3 separate regions of the Sus scrofa genome follow, and all the other regions are linked to region 1. A link is a contact called in public Hi-C data. All regions are on one chromosome and are shown on one strand. Each heading gives the region's core, a stretch centred on a gene start, on an enhancer-like site or on the middle of the called end of the contact. The rest is flanking DNA. Distances are from core to core; before and after follow the strand shown. Region 1 overlaps BACH2 (transcription regulator protein BACH2). Region 2 overlaps BACH2 (transcription regulator protein BACH2). Region 3 overlaps BACH2 (transcription regulator protein BACH2).

Region 1 (4,270 bases), core at 514-3,013:
TATGGAGATACCTTAGAAATCTATACATAGAACTACCATATGACCCAGCAATCCCACTCTTGGGCATATATCCAGACAAAACTTTCCTTAAAAAAGACACATGCACCTGCATGTTCATTGCAGCACTATTCACAATAGCCAAGACATGGAAACAACCCAAATGTCCATCGATAGATGACTGGATTAGGAAGATGTGGTATGTATATACACAATGGAATACTACTCAGCTGTAAAAAAGAATGAGGTAATGCCATTTGGAGCAACATGGATGGAACTAGAGACTCTCATACTGAGTGAATTAAGTCAGAAAGAGAAAGACAAATACCATTTGATATCACTTATATCTGGAATTTAATATATGGCACAAATGAACCTTTCCACAGAGAAGAAAATCATGAACTTGGAGAATAGACTTGTGGTTACCAAGGGGGAGGGGAAGGGAGTGGGGTGGATGGGGAGCTTGGGGTTAATAGATGCAAACTATTGCCTTTGGACTGGATTAGCAATGAGATCCTGCTGTGTAGCACTGGGAACTATGTCTAGTCACTTACTATGGAGCATGATAATGTGTGAAAATAGAATGTGTACATGTATGTGTAACTGGGTCACCATGCTGTACAGTAGGAAAAAAATGTTTTGGGGAAATAACAATTAAAAAAAGTGTATGTCTACATATACACACAATTATATAAAAGGACTACTCTATGTAGGCATGAGGAAATCTACTCAATACTGTATAATAACTTATATGGGAAAGGAATCTGAAAAGGAATGGATATATATTTATGTATAACTGATTCACTTTGCTGTATACCTGAAAATAACACAACTTTGTAAGTCAGCTATACTCAAAGATTTTTTAAAAACATATGTCTACATATATCTCACTGTACTTAAGTGCTCATAGCAGAATCATTCATAATAGCTAAAAAGTAGAAACAACCCAGATGTCCATCATCTAATAAGTGGATAAACAGAATGTGATATATACATACAATGGACTATTATTATTCAGCCATAAAAAGGAATAAAGTATTAATACATACTACAACATGGATTAACCTTGGAAACATGCTAAGTGAAAGAAGCCAGGTAGAAAAGGCCACTTAGTGTATGATTTCATTTATAAGAAATGTACAGAATAGGCAAATCCATAGAAACAGGACATAGATTAGTGATTGCCAAGGGCTGAGAGGGAGGGGGAAGTGAGGACTAACTGCTAATGGGTAAGGGGTTTCTTTTGGGGATGATGAAAATGTTCTGGAATGAGATTTTGGTGATGATGGCATACACAACTCTGTGAACGTACTAAAAACCATTGAATTGTACATTGCAAAAGTGTGAAATTTATGATATGTGAATTAGATCTCAATGAAAAAGTTTAAAGGAGTTCCCATTGTGACTCAGCAGGTTAAGAACCCAACATAGTGTCTATGAGGATGCGGGTTTGATCCCCGGCCTCACTCAGTGGTTTAAGGATCAAGCAGTGCTTCAAGCAGTGGCGTAGGTCGCAGATGTAGCTCGGAACGGTTGTGGCCGTGGCTTTGGCATAGGCCCGCAGCTGCAGCTCTGATTTGACCCCTATCCCCGGAAATTCCGAATACCATAGGGGTGGCTGTAAAAAGAAAAAAAAATGCACAAAAGGCCAAGAAAGAAAGTAACAGGGACAGAGAGGGGACAGCAGGATCTATGACACACATCAGAGAGCAGAACCAAAGACTGTCAGGGTAAGGCAAGTATGTGGGAGACCAGGCAGAGGATGAATATTCCCAGAGCTGCCAGCTGGCTTGGGGGAGGCTTGGCCATGTTCACTCTCACTCTGACCAGAAGCTAGCGGGGCATGTTCCTGAAGCCAAAACAAGAAAGGTCGTTTCTGACCCAGAGACTAAAGTGACAGCAGAGGAAGTTACCCCAAGATGCTCCAGTGACCAGGATCCAGTATGGAGAGCCATGCCCAAAGTGAATTCTTGTCAGAGTCATTGTCACAGGGGGTTTTAACCTGAGGTCCATGGATTCTTAGACTTTCAAGGGCCCTTGAACCCTTCCTGTTATGTGGAAAGGCTTTGTGTTTATTTGTGCATCCTGTTCTAGGGAGAGACTTATCAGCTTGTGAAAGGACCTAGGATGGGAGAAAGGTTTTTTAAAAAATTAAATGTTCCTCTTAAAGTGCCAGGCTCATTCTCTGGCTGTGTGATAGATTGTGTTGAATGGTCTGGCACTCCTCATTTTTGGAATAAAAATGAATTCTTTGCGAATGATCTCACTGCCTGCAGTGCTGTCTGATTCTGTCCTGGCATTTGATAGAACTTGTTAGGGGATTAGGTAAGACAGGATGTTGGTACATTTGAGGTCATTAAACCAAGAAAGGAAGGAGGGAGGGAAGAAATCTCGCTAAATATATTGTGGAGTTGAACAGCATATTCAGTTGAAATGCTGAATAGCTAAGGGACATTCTTTGTGCTCTGTGCCAACACTTGGGAACCCTTCGAGGCAGACCAGAGTGGCAGAGGCGGCCCCATCTAGGTGCGGTGCACTGGTCAATGCCTGTCTTTCCAAGAAATACTGTTTTACTTGTCCTTTTATGGAGGAGGCGTGGATGGCTGTGATGTCCTGGGTTGCCTGACATGTTTGTAAGTGAATACAGTTAACATAGATTCGACATGTTTGTAAGTGAATACAGTTAACATAGATTCTAGAGAAATGACAAAAGCTGCCCTAAAAAAAAAAAAAAAAATCTGCCTTTTCACCCGGTGCCCAGCATTCTCACAGTTCTGGTTTCAAGACTAGGAGAATAATGAAAAATATGTCATGGGAAATCTCATGTGTATGAACGGTTTTATTGGGTGAAATGTAATCCCCCACAAATTTATTTTCCACCTGTCTTTTCCTTCAGTCTTCTTTTTGAGGGTCCTTCAATCTTATTTTGAATTTATAGTCTATGCTCACTTAAAGATGTTTTGGGTAGGTGGTGATGACAGTTGCACAACTAAGTGAATGTCCTTAATGCCACTAAACTGTACGCTTAAAGATGATTAAAATGGTCAGCTTGGGGGTTTGCATATTTTGCCACAATTAAAAAACAAACAAACAAACAAAAAACAAACAAACAAAAAAACCTCTGTTGGCTAATACAGAGGAGAAAACCATTTGCCTTTTGAGATGGGAATTCTAAGTACCTTCGTATGTTAAAGGTCAAGTGCTTTCCTCCATATCATGTGAATATGGAAGTAACTGGCAAAAGCTCATGTGGGATAAAAACGCTCATTTAAGAGCCGTGTGGTCCCAACCCTGCCACCCTTGGCTGTGGACCCCTGGGCCCGTGTATCTGGAGCTGATGATGAGACCACAGTACATGTGCTTTCCCCTTTCTCCCTCCCTGCCTTCCTGCCTTCCTTCTCTTCACACCTTGGTTTCCTATGCAGTAAAATGAAGAGGTTGGATTCCATGGTCTCCAAGATCCCTTGCAGCTCTGCCGATCTGTGGTTTATCAAAAAAAATTTTTTGGAAGCTCTGCAGAATATACCTCCCATATAGACAAACTCAGTCCCCGTGTGTAACCACAGCAGCTTCTGCCACTTCTTTCACTCTTCTCTCCCCGTTCTTTCTCTTCCTCAGCCTGCCGAGAGTCTGGCTGGAGCTGGGACATGGACAGGAGCCGGAGAAAAAGACTTAGGTGGCCGGAGTCAGAGTCAGGGAATGTTGGCTGGGCTGGGACTTGAGCAAGGCTAGAGTTGGCCCTGATGGTGCCACATGGTCACGGGCCCAGCGGGATTCAGGGCCATGGCCCAGGATCCTCTAAAGAGTGTGTGACCACAGCAGGATTAAGCACAATTGATTTTTATATGAGGCAGATGATGGCAGGCATAGGGGGCTGTAAATCCAGAGAGAGAAGCTGAGTTTGTCATGTGAAGAAGCAACGGCAGGAAGTGGAGCCTGTGGGGGAAGGGGAGTGTTGGGGGGAGAGGGGGGCTGAAGGGAGGTATGTGGCCAGACCCCAGGCAGGGCTGGAGCTAGGAACAGATGATTGTAATAAATCATGGCTGGCTGTGAGGATGACTCTATGCTGAGTCCTGTGAGTCTCCTAGCGAATCACCTGACCTGGGATTGTCCTGGGGACCCTTGATGCCAGGGGAGGGGGTGTTAAAAACAGAGAGACCAGGAGTTCCCATCGTGGCCCAGTGGTTAGTGAACCCAACTAGGATCAATGAGGATGCGGGTTCGATCCCTGGCCTCACTCAGTGGGTTAAGGATCTGGCGTTGCCGAGCTGTG
Region 2 (4,270 bases), core at 741-3,240, 180 kb before region 1:
ACATTTGTGGGATCTGAATTCATGTACAGGCTGCAGCTCCCACATCAAACAATACATTTAAAATTTCCACTGATGTTAAGCATCTCGATATTGTGGGTTTGAAAGTAAGTACCCTCTGAAAAACAGGAACTGTGCTTGTCTGTTACCAGTTTTTGTGGTCGATAGGGCAACTATTTTGATTTTTTTCAGAAGGGAGGAAAAGCAGTTAAATCCTGTTAAAATGAAAACCGGTTAAAATTAACTGGCTCGTGAGATTTGAATGCAGCTGTTGCACACATCACAACACCGAGAGCGAGTTGTTTATTACCACTATTTATTATTGTTGGTTGTGACTACTATTAATAACCGTAGATTATGTCTATTGGGGGTTTAACCTTGGAAAATAGGAACTGCAAGGGGAGAGAGGTTCCTGTTTGCCAATTTGCATGTACCTTGTTTTTATTTCTGCCGGGTAGGTGTGTGCACCTTCTGTCTGCGCAAGTGACTCAGCTTGTCAGCAGTTTCCTACCAGAAGTGAGTGCTGACTCATGCAGCTGTTACAGCCCTCAGCTGGCCCCACTGTATCTGCCCACAGCACCAGCGCCACCTTGGAGGGTACCTCGGCCAGTTAGCCGCCCGGGAGGCTATTTTCAGATCTGGGATCACCACCGGGCTGGGTTCCCTTCTCCCCCCAGCAGCCAAACACCACCTTTGGTTGCAGGGTAGAAAATTGGGCATATTTCTGCCTTTGCAGAGACGGCTTAAGAATCACAGTATTTCTGGGAAGCCCTCAAGAAAACCCATTTTTCCTTCCTTTTAAAAATTTTCTGGGACTCTTCCTGGGGAGAAGGGAATGGGGATGAGAATAAGGGAAAGGAGCTCTGCTGTTATTTCCTCCTCAGCACCAGAGGGAACTTTCCCGAACATTTAACTTAGGCTTTCCTGATGTGACCTGGACCTGACCTACTTCTCCTTGCATGAGTGGGGCGCGTGTGCCCGGAGCAGGGCAGTGGGCACAGGGTGCTCAGCGGCCAGCCCCACATTGTTGTGTGAGGTTCAGGTCCTTAAATGATGACACTTTTTGTTTCTATCCGTTGCATGTTATTAAGGTGAAAAAACAAAACGGAACAAAACCCAAACCTGACCTCAGGTACTTTTCAAGCTGGCATGTGTTTTCAGAAATGGTTTCGCTGTTTGTTTTTGGAGCTCAGTGTTGCTTATGTTCCTCAGAAAGTGAAAATGTTACTTTTTTGAGGTTTACAAATAAACTTCCTCTTGTAGATACATGTTGATCAGATCATCCTAAACTCTCTGGAGAAGGATGATTAGAGTGAGATCGGCTGGGGAAAAGGACGCTTTGCACAGCCCTGAGGAGGTTGCCTCCTTTTTCTTCTTTTTCTTTTTCTTTCTTTCTTCTTCTTCTTCTTTTTTTTTTTTTTTTTTTTAGCTTCAATAAGCATTCTGAAGCAGCTTTGACCAGTAATAAAGAAAGAGCCAAGCCACAGTGACTGTGTGTAACATGATGTTGATGGAAGTTCTTGGTTTCCGCCGATACAAATGACTCATCAGTATCAATAGAATTGTGACTTCTAATAATAACACAGTGCAAGACCTTCAAAACATGTGGTTTTTTAGCCCTAGCTGTTAGTGAAAGGTTGGAAAATATTAGTTTGAGCTTTTTTTTTTCTGATCTCTTGATTTCACCCAAGTATAAAGTTGTTTTTTGTAGGTGTGATGATCACACTCTTGTTTTCTCATCTTACTGTTTTTAGTTTCGTTATGACCAAATCACCAAACTCAGATCATTTCATGCTTTAGAAATCTGTGCGCTAAGCATCTCCTGTCGGGGCTGTGTTTTGAGGGAAATGTGGCTGAAAAGCAAATCCTCCTTGAACAGAGAAAGGGAAAAATTGGGCTAGACTCTGGTCGGCCACGCCGCCTGCCTCCTACACAGCATCTATTGTGGGGGGCTGCGGTCCTGCTGACTAGCCTATTGCCATGTGAGTCATTGTCAGAGGATTCCAGGAGGAAGGGTGATAGAAAAGACAAGTCAGAGGAAACAGCCCAAGTAGAGAAGGAACAGGAAAGAGGGTGCTACCCCATTTCCACGGCTGAGGGCCACCTGAGCATCACAGGGAGTCTAGGTTATATCTGTGTTGCAGCCCATCTATTTGCATCTCTTTGTGGGAGTGTTCTTGTTTTGTTGCTTCGTCTTGGTTTGTTTTGCCTGCAGTTTGGCCAGACCCTCAGCGATCACTATCTTAGTCCTGAACCACAAAGGTCTTACCCAAGAGCCTTTCCTTTTCGCCTTCTGTAGTGAAAGCAACTAAATTTCTAGTCTGCAAGACCAGCACCTACATGTACGTGTATACAGTTTATTTCTTTCTAGACACTTCATCTTTGTTTTTTTTTTTAATTTATTTTTTGTCTTTTGTCTTTTTAGGGCCGCACCCGTGGCATCTGGAGGTTCCCATGCTAGGGATCTAATTGGAACTGTAGTTGCCAGCCTACACCACAGCCACAGCATTGCCAGATCTGAGCTGCATCTGCGACCTACATAGACCACAGCTCACAGCAACGCTGGATCCTTAACCCGCTGAGCGAGGCCAGGGATGGAACCTGCAACTTCATGGTTCCTAGTTGGATTTGTTTCCGCTGCGCCACGATGGAAACTCCCTAAACACTTCATCTTTAGAAATGTTCCATTGTGTGTTTCCTAGCTACCAGAGTTGGTGGCTCTAGTGCTTGCTGGCTATGTGTTAGCCTTGATTTGGGGAAGAAATGCTTTAAAGGGAAGTGCAAAGGGGGAATTTTATTAGTAGAAAATTTGCGTCCATCTTGCCTCTTCCACAGTTTTTTTTTTTTTTTTTTTGGAATGGGCATCTTTTCTATGCCCTTTATGTATTTATTTATTTTTCTTTTTCGGCCCCACCCTCGGCATTGTGGAAGCTCCTGGGCCAGGGATCGCACCCACGCTGCAGCAGCAACCCAAGCCCCTACAGACCCACTGTGCCACAAGGGAAATCCCACACACGATTTTAGATGGCTTTCTGTTGTTTCCTGCCATCTTCTCAGCCTTTTGGATTTTGAGCACTTATACCTTGCAGTTACTGTTTTTACTCATGTGTCTTGGTACCCAGTAAAGGTTCCTTTCTGGGCCTTTTCTTCTTTCCCTCTCTTGGCAAGTCTTTGCATTTCTTTCTCTGTGTGAACACTCCCCTCTTCTCATTGGTTTCCATAGATTCTGTTTGCTCCCACCTGCTCCCCCACCCTTTCTCACACTGTACTTGGACAGACCTATGTGGACTCCTGTGCACCGACACGGTTCCCCTCCCTGACCCTGGCTGCTTGCTCACAGAGCCCCGGGTGCTCCCTTTGACATCCCTGCCAGCAGCTGGTTTCTGGGAGGACTGGACCAGGTGAGAAGGAAATTGGAAGGGGAGCCTGAACTGGCTTCCTGCTGCCATCTAAGAATGCATCCTGGGAAGGAGGCTGGATTCTGAGGAACCAGGAAAAGGCCTAAGGGTGGCCCCAGCTTCAGAAGCCAGGCAGGAGACAAGCCCAGGGAAGTCACCCAAGGAGGACAAGAGGTGCAGACAGCACTGCCACCAGCCCTGAGTTGGAGAATCCTGATGGAGTCAGAAATGCATCTAGGTAGGGGGGCTGAGGAGCATTAGGGGGAGGAGGAGGCTCAGAACTCGGAGTGTGAAAGAGGAGGGGGACCTGCACATTGCCTTCTGGCTGTTAAAGTAGTTCACACAGCCTTTTAGATCCAGGGGGATGGGTGGGAGAACTGGGGGGCCTCCCCTGTGGCCTTGGGCTCTTTCCCATCCCCCACCAAGAGAGGGATTCCCTGACCCTGTGGGGTGCGGGGCTCATCCTCCGTCCCAGGTGCCCCAACCCCACTCCTCTCCTTCCTTTCTCTGGCTTCCTGTATGCGTTCCTTGCATATGTCTCTCTCGCTATGACATCCGCTCCAGGGCCTTTGGTCATTGTGGAAGTCTAAAAGCCCTGGAAAAGTGTCTGAGCCTAAAGGGCTGCTCATTAAACACTCATTCTCTTGCACAGGGAGAAGTGGGTCAGGTCAGGCTCTCACCAGGCAAGCCCAAGTTAAATGTTCGGGAAAGCCAAATTCCTTGGCACAGCCTTTAAACCCCTTGGCACAGCCCTCCTTATAACCTGTTCCCACCCTACCGTTTCAGGTATATATTTTCACCAATGTTTTCTTCTCACTAAACTTTGACTCACTATCTCTCGAATGAATTTATGTTTTTATTCTGTGGAGTTTCCT
Region 3 (4,270 bases), core at 873-3,372, 170 kb after region 1:
ATCCTTAACCCACAGCACCATGGCAGGAATTCCAGCAGTAACAGGTTAAACTAGCGATGGCTGCCCCTGACCCTTGGTGAGTCTCCATAGTGAACCCAAGTGAGACGGCACCTGTGTGGCTGCCCCAGGTCTAAAGACGTTGGTGCCCCTGCTGTTCAGAGCTGGTGGTGGTGGTCAGCAGGGCTCTCCATCTTGCCACCTCACTGTTTATGAGGGTCCGGGTAAGGAAAACCAAACCACTGCTGAGACGTAAAACCCTGAGTTGGTGGGACAGTAAATAGGAGGTGAAGCCCTACTGGGCCTAGCTGGGGTGTAAGAATTTGCCAGAAGAAAGGCAAGGAGGCCTCAGCCTTCTCAATGTCCAAGGCCAAGTCCCATTAGCTGACTTGTAAACCCCTTTGGGGAATGTGGGGGTGCCTGCCAACCAGGGAAAGCAAAGTTGTCCCAGCTCCATAGAGGGCCTGTGGCTCTTGTTTATTCCAGGGGCAAACGCCCATCCACTTGGAACCTGCTACCCTGAAATCAGCACATAGCTGTGGTGAAGTTACCACTGCCTTTCCAAGAACATGTCAGGGGCTTCCCTTTGGTACGTGGGGTAAGTCCTCCCTTGCTAGAGGGGTAGAAGCACCTTCTAGAAAGAAACAAGGGTCCTTGGGCTTTGGGGTTTTTTTTCACAGGGAAAAATGTCTATAGCTAACAAGTTTCCTTTGACCTCTTTGCAAAGCAGCTTGAGTTGCAACAGCTCTGCTGACATGTTATATGGCCTTTTGCTTCAAGGACTTTGAAACCAGCATTGTTGATTTTTCCTCTTTCCTGTCAGCCTCTGTCCTGTTTCCGTCGTGTATTAGATTTGCTGTCTGGAGGATTTTAAATACAGTAGCTCCTGGTATGGAAGGCTTTTGGACTTTGCCCATGGCCTGAACTATGGGTATATATTCTTGCTGAACATAAGTAAATACAATTTAGAGCAGAAGCAGAATTGCTTTGTTGTCAGCTGTGGGGAAGATGCCACGAGGCCCAAAATGCCGTAACCCCTGCTGTGCAAACAAGGCTTCTGCCTGGTGTGGAAACATCCGTGTCCCCAACAGCAGACCTCTGTGCTGTTTAGGCACCATCCAGGATCTGAGTGTCTGTTTGTTATCCAAAGGGTATACAAGGGAAATCAAACATTCTTTCATATCATTATAAGCCCTGTGCAAACACAGCCCCTGGACAAAGCCCTTTCCCGGGCCTGTAACAAGGAACTGTTTGTCCTGACTGCCTGTCTTTAGCGGTCGGAGCAGGGCTGAGCCGAGTGTGGTGTCATGTGCACCATTGCGATCTTGCTCTCCTGGGCCAGGCAGGATTTGACAGGTGTCAAGGGACGGAGTTTACCCTATGGAATTCAATCAGAGCACCCACTGGGAGCCTTCAGCAAATGCCACGTCTAGCAGGCTCAGAGCTATGGAGTAACCTGACTAAGCCATTGCAGCAGCGGAAAGACAAAAGATCGGGTTCCTAGGATTGCCTTTGTGTATGGGGATTAACTAGCCACAAATGCCGGGATCCAGACTCACGTCTGCCTATGTCTGATGCAACCGAAGGAAAAGCCTGAGCTCAGAATAAAATATCTTCCTCTCACTCCCCTGAACAATCCAGACATAACACTGCAGCTCCTGAATATTAATGAGGGCCTGATTTCTTCACCCAAAACTATTCTGATCAGTTAAATCCAGATCTGCCTCTGTTTTTCTGGTTACTTAAATTCACTCAAGTCCACTTGTTCCACCTTCTAAAGCTGTAGTGTCCAGTACACGTGGCTGCTGAGCCCTAGAAATGAGGCTGGTCTGAATCGTGATGCACCCCCATGGGTAAAACACCCCTTGGAATTTGAAATTTTGGGATCCCTCACAAGGTGAACTCTTGCAATCATTTCTGTGTTAATTATATGTTGAAAATAGTTTGGTTCCGTTGGAGTCAATTGAATATGTTATTAAAATTCATTTCACCTGCTTCTTTTCACTTCTTTTGACGGTGCTACTAGAAGATGTAAAATCACACGCTCAGCTCACGTTGTTTGCATTGGACAGCGCTGGGCTGGCGCCTGAAGGAAGCTTGGGTTAATAGTGCCATCTGCTGGTCCATCTAAAGCAGACGCTAGTGTGACGAGTTCAGCCGGCTGAGTTGGGAAATACTGTTAAGAAACATGCAACCTTCCTCTTCCAGAAGCTTCTGAGCAGGATCAGAGCTGACGCCTGAAATCTCTGCCTCATCAGCAGGGGTCTTGGAGAGGGCAGTGGCAGAATGCTGGAAAGTGCTGGCCTGCGTTCTCTACCTCATGGGTGCCGAGGAGGCCCAAGAGAACAGCGGCTCTTTACCTAAGAAATATTTCAAACCACCACAGGGTTGTAAACAAACATTTAAAGGAATACAAGGAGGACACAGAACTGTCCATGAAGAGACTAGTGTCCACTCTCTGGATGATGCTGACCTACTTGTCAAGAGTTTGAAAGTAGGACTCTGACGGCAGTAGTGTCTGCATCAGTTACCCGTTGCTATATAACAGTTCAACCTCAAAACATTGTGGCTTCAGGGAGTTCCTGTCATGGTGCAGCAGAAACGAATCCGACTAGGAACCGCGAGGTTGTGGGTTCGATCCCTGGCCTCGCTCAGTGGCTTAAGGATCTGGCATTGCCCTGAGCTGTGGGTAGGTCGCAGACACGGCTTGGATCCTGAGTTGCTGTGGCTGTGGCATAGGCTGTCAGCGGCAGCTCTGATTCAACTCCTAGCTTGGGAACCTCCATATGCCACAGGTGTGGCCCTAAAAAGCAAAAACAAACAAACAGACAAAAACAACTTTGTGGCTTCAAACCACAATAATCATTTAATATCTCTTACCATTTCTGTGGGTCAGGAATTCAGGAGTGGCCCATCTAGCACTTCTGGCTAAGTCAGATGTTGGCTGGAACCCTCAGTTTTTCTCCACATGGCCCTTTCCATGGGGCTGCTTGAGTGTCCTTGAGGCTTGGCAGCTGGTATTCTCCAGAGAATGCAGTCTAAGATGCCTAAGAGGAAACTGTGCAGCTTTTATGATGTGGCCTCAGAGGTTACACGCCATTACCCCCACTGCACTGGATTGGTCAAGAGGCAGGAATGTGCATCCTACCTCTTGACAGAGAAGGTCAACATCACGTTATACAAGAAAATGTCAGAAGGGCTGGCCATTGTATTTTCCAAATATCCAAAGTGCTTCACTCATGGATAGTACTGTGCAGCTAAAAAGCATGCCCCATTTTGCAGATGAGGAAACTGAGGCTCAGAGAATGAAAGTGACCGGCCTAACATCTCACATCTGGCAAGAAGCACTAAAGCCCAGTTCTAACTTCTAGACCACCCTGGTGTAACCTCTCCAGACTATCTCCCTATGTCTCCCCTATGCTGGTATTAACTGCAAATCACACTGACTATTTCATCTTCCCTGCATCTTCAAGGTGTATGGTGCTCTCCTCAAATATCTTAGATGATTTCTCAGATGATGTCTCTCTGTATAAATCGTCATTTTATTGAATTGAGGCTCAATGGAAGTAGGTCTCAACTAACTATATAGAGCCCTTTTTACAAAAGTGCTGTAGCCGTGACAATGTATATATTTGCCAATATTTTCCAGGCTGTTTGCTTCAAAGATCTCAGGCATGATATCCACATTATAATGTGTGTATTCACATTCTGTTTGATTATCTGAGTATTATGGTTTATTTATATTTGAAACAGGAAAGAATAATCCCTGCTGGCTTCACTTTTTCATAGTACCTGGTCATCATTAAAAAAAAAAAAAAAAAAAAAGGAGGTTTTACCATTTTTTGACATTCCACCTGCCGGAACGAAAACTAAACCCCAGCTGCCATAATCGTGTTCTGCTGTTCTTGGTTTCAGGTCAAACTTCCGTTTCCTGTAGATCAAATCACAGACCTTCCAAGGAACGATTTCCAGATGATGATTAAGATGCACAAGCTAACCTCAGAGCAGTTAGAGTTCATTCACGACGTCCGCAGGCGCAGCAAGAACCGCATCGCAGCCCAGCGCTGCCGCAAGAGGAAGCTGGACTGTATTCAGAACTTAGAATGTGAAATCCGCAAACTGGTGAGTCCAGTTCCCCTGCCCTCTACTATCAGCAACCTAGAGTCACCGGGGCTGCTGCAGAGTCCCAGTAGCGAAGGCCAGTGAGGGAGAGAGAAAAGCCACCGTTCAGGGAAATATGCATTGATTTTTAAACAAGTTTCTCAACAAAAAT

What was found. A called contact is a pair of places that touch in the nucleus more often than the background predicts.
Region 2: a Hi-C map of embryonic fibroblasts shows a contact between it and region 1, with 2.5 times the contacts expected there. The contact joins two enhancer-like sites. A contact is called at or near these places in 2 of 47 Hi-C or Micro-C datasets (embryonic fibroblasts and skeletal muscle).
Region 3: a Hi-C map of embryonic fibroblasts shows a contact between it and region 1, with 2.2 times the contacts expected there. The contact joins two enhancer-like sites. A contact is called at or near these places in 3 of 47 Hi-C or Micro-C datasets (embryonic fibroblasts and liver) and 1 of 2 datasets of contacts at active chromatin or transcription factors (skeletal muscle).

Annotation. Positions count from the first base shown.
Region 1 is chr1:58,082,269-58,086,538 of Sscrofa11.1, reverse strand. The region is part of intron 2 of BACH2 (transcription regulator protein BACH2); the gene reads left to right. Among named protein-coding and RNA genes, the nearest start is that of BACH2, 200 kb to the left of the region's middle. Within about 2 kb of position 1,763, at least 8 of the 83 cell types and tissues checked have an H3K27ac peak or open chromatin away from gene starts, as enhancers often do. A contact at or near this core is called in embryonic fibroblasts and skeletal muscle, where this site is marked.
Region 2 is chr1:58,267,056-58,271,325 of Sscrofa11.1, reverse strand. All of the region lies in intron 1 of BACH2 (transcription regulator protein BACH2), which reads left to right. Among named protein-coding and RNA genes, the nearest start is that of BACH2, 12 kb to the left of the region's middle. Within about 2 kb of position 1,990, at least 17 of the 83 cell types and tissues checked have an H3K27ac peak or open chromatin away from gene starts, as enhancers often do. A contact at or near this core is called in embryonic fibroblasts and skeletal muscle, where this site is marked.
Region 3 is chr1:57,909,068-57,913,337 of Sscrofa11.1, reverse strand. It overlaps BACH2 (transcription regulator protein BACH2), which reads left to right. Exons shown (of 7, transcript XR_002343529.1): 5 at 3,913-4,119. Among named protein-coding and RNA genes, the nearest start is that of GJA10, 31 kb to the right of the region's middle. Within about 2 kb of position 2,122, at least 18 of the 83 cell types and tissues checked have an H3K27ac peak or open chromatin away from gene starts, as enhancers often do. A contact at or near this core is called in embryonic fibroblasts and skeletal muscle, where this site is marked.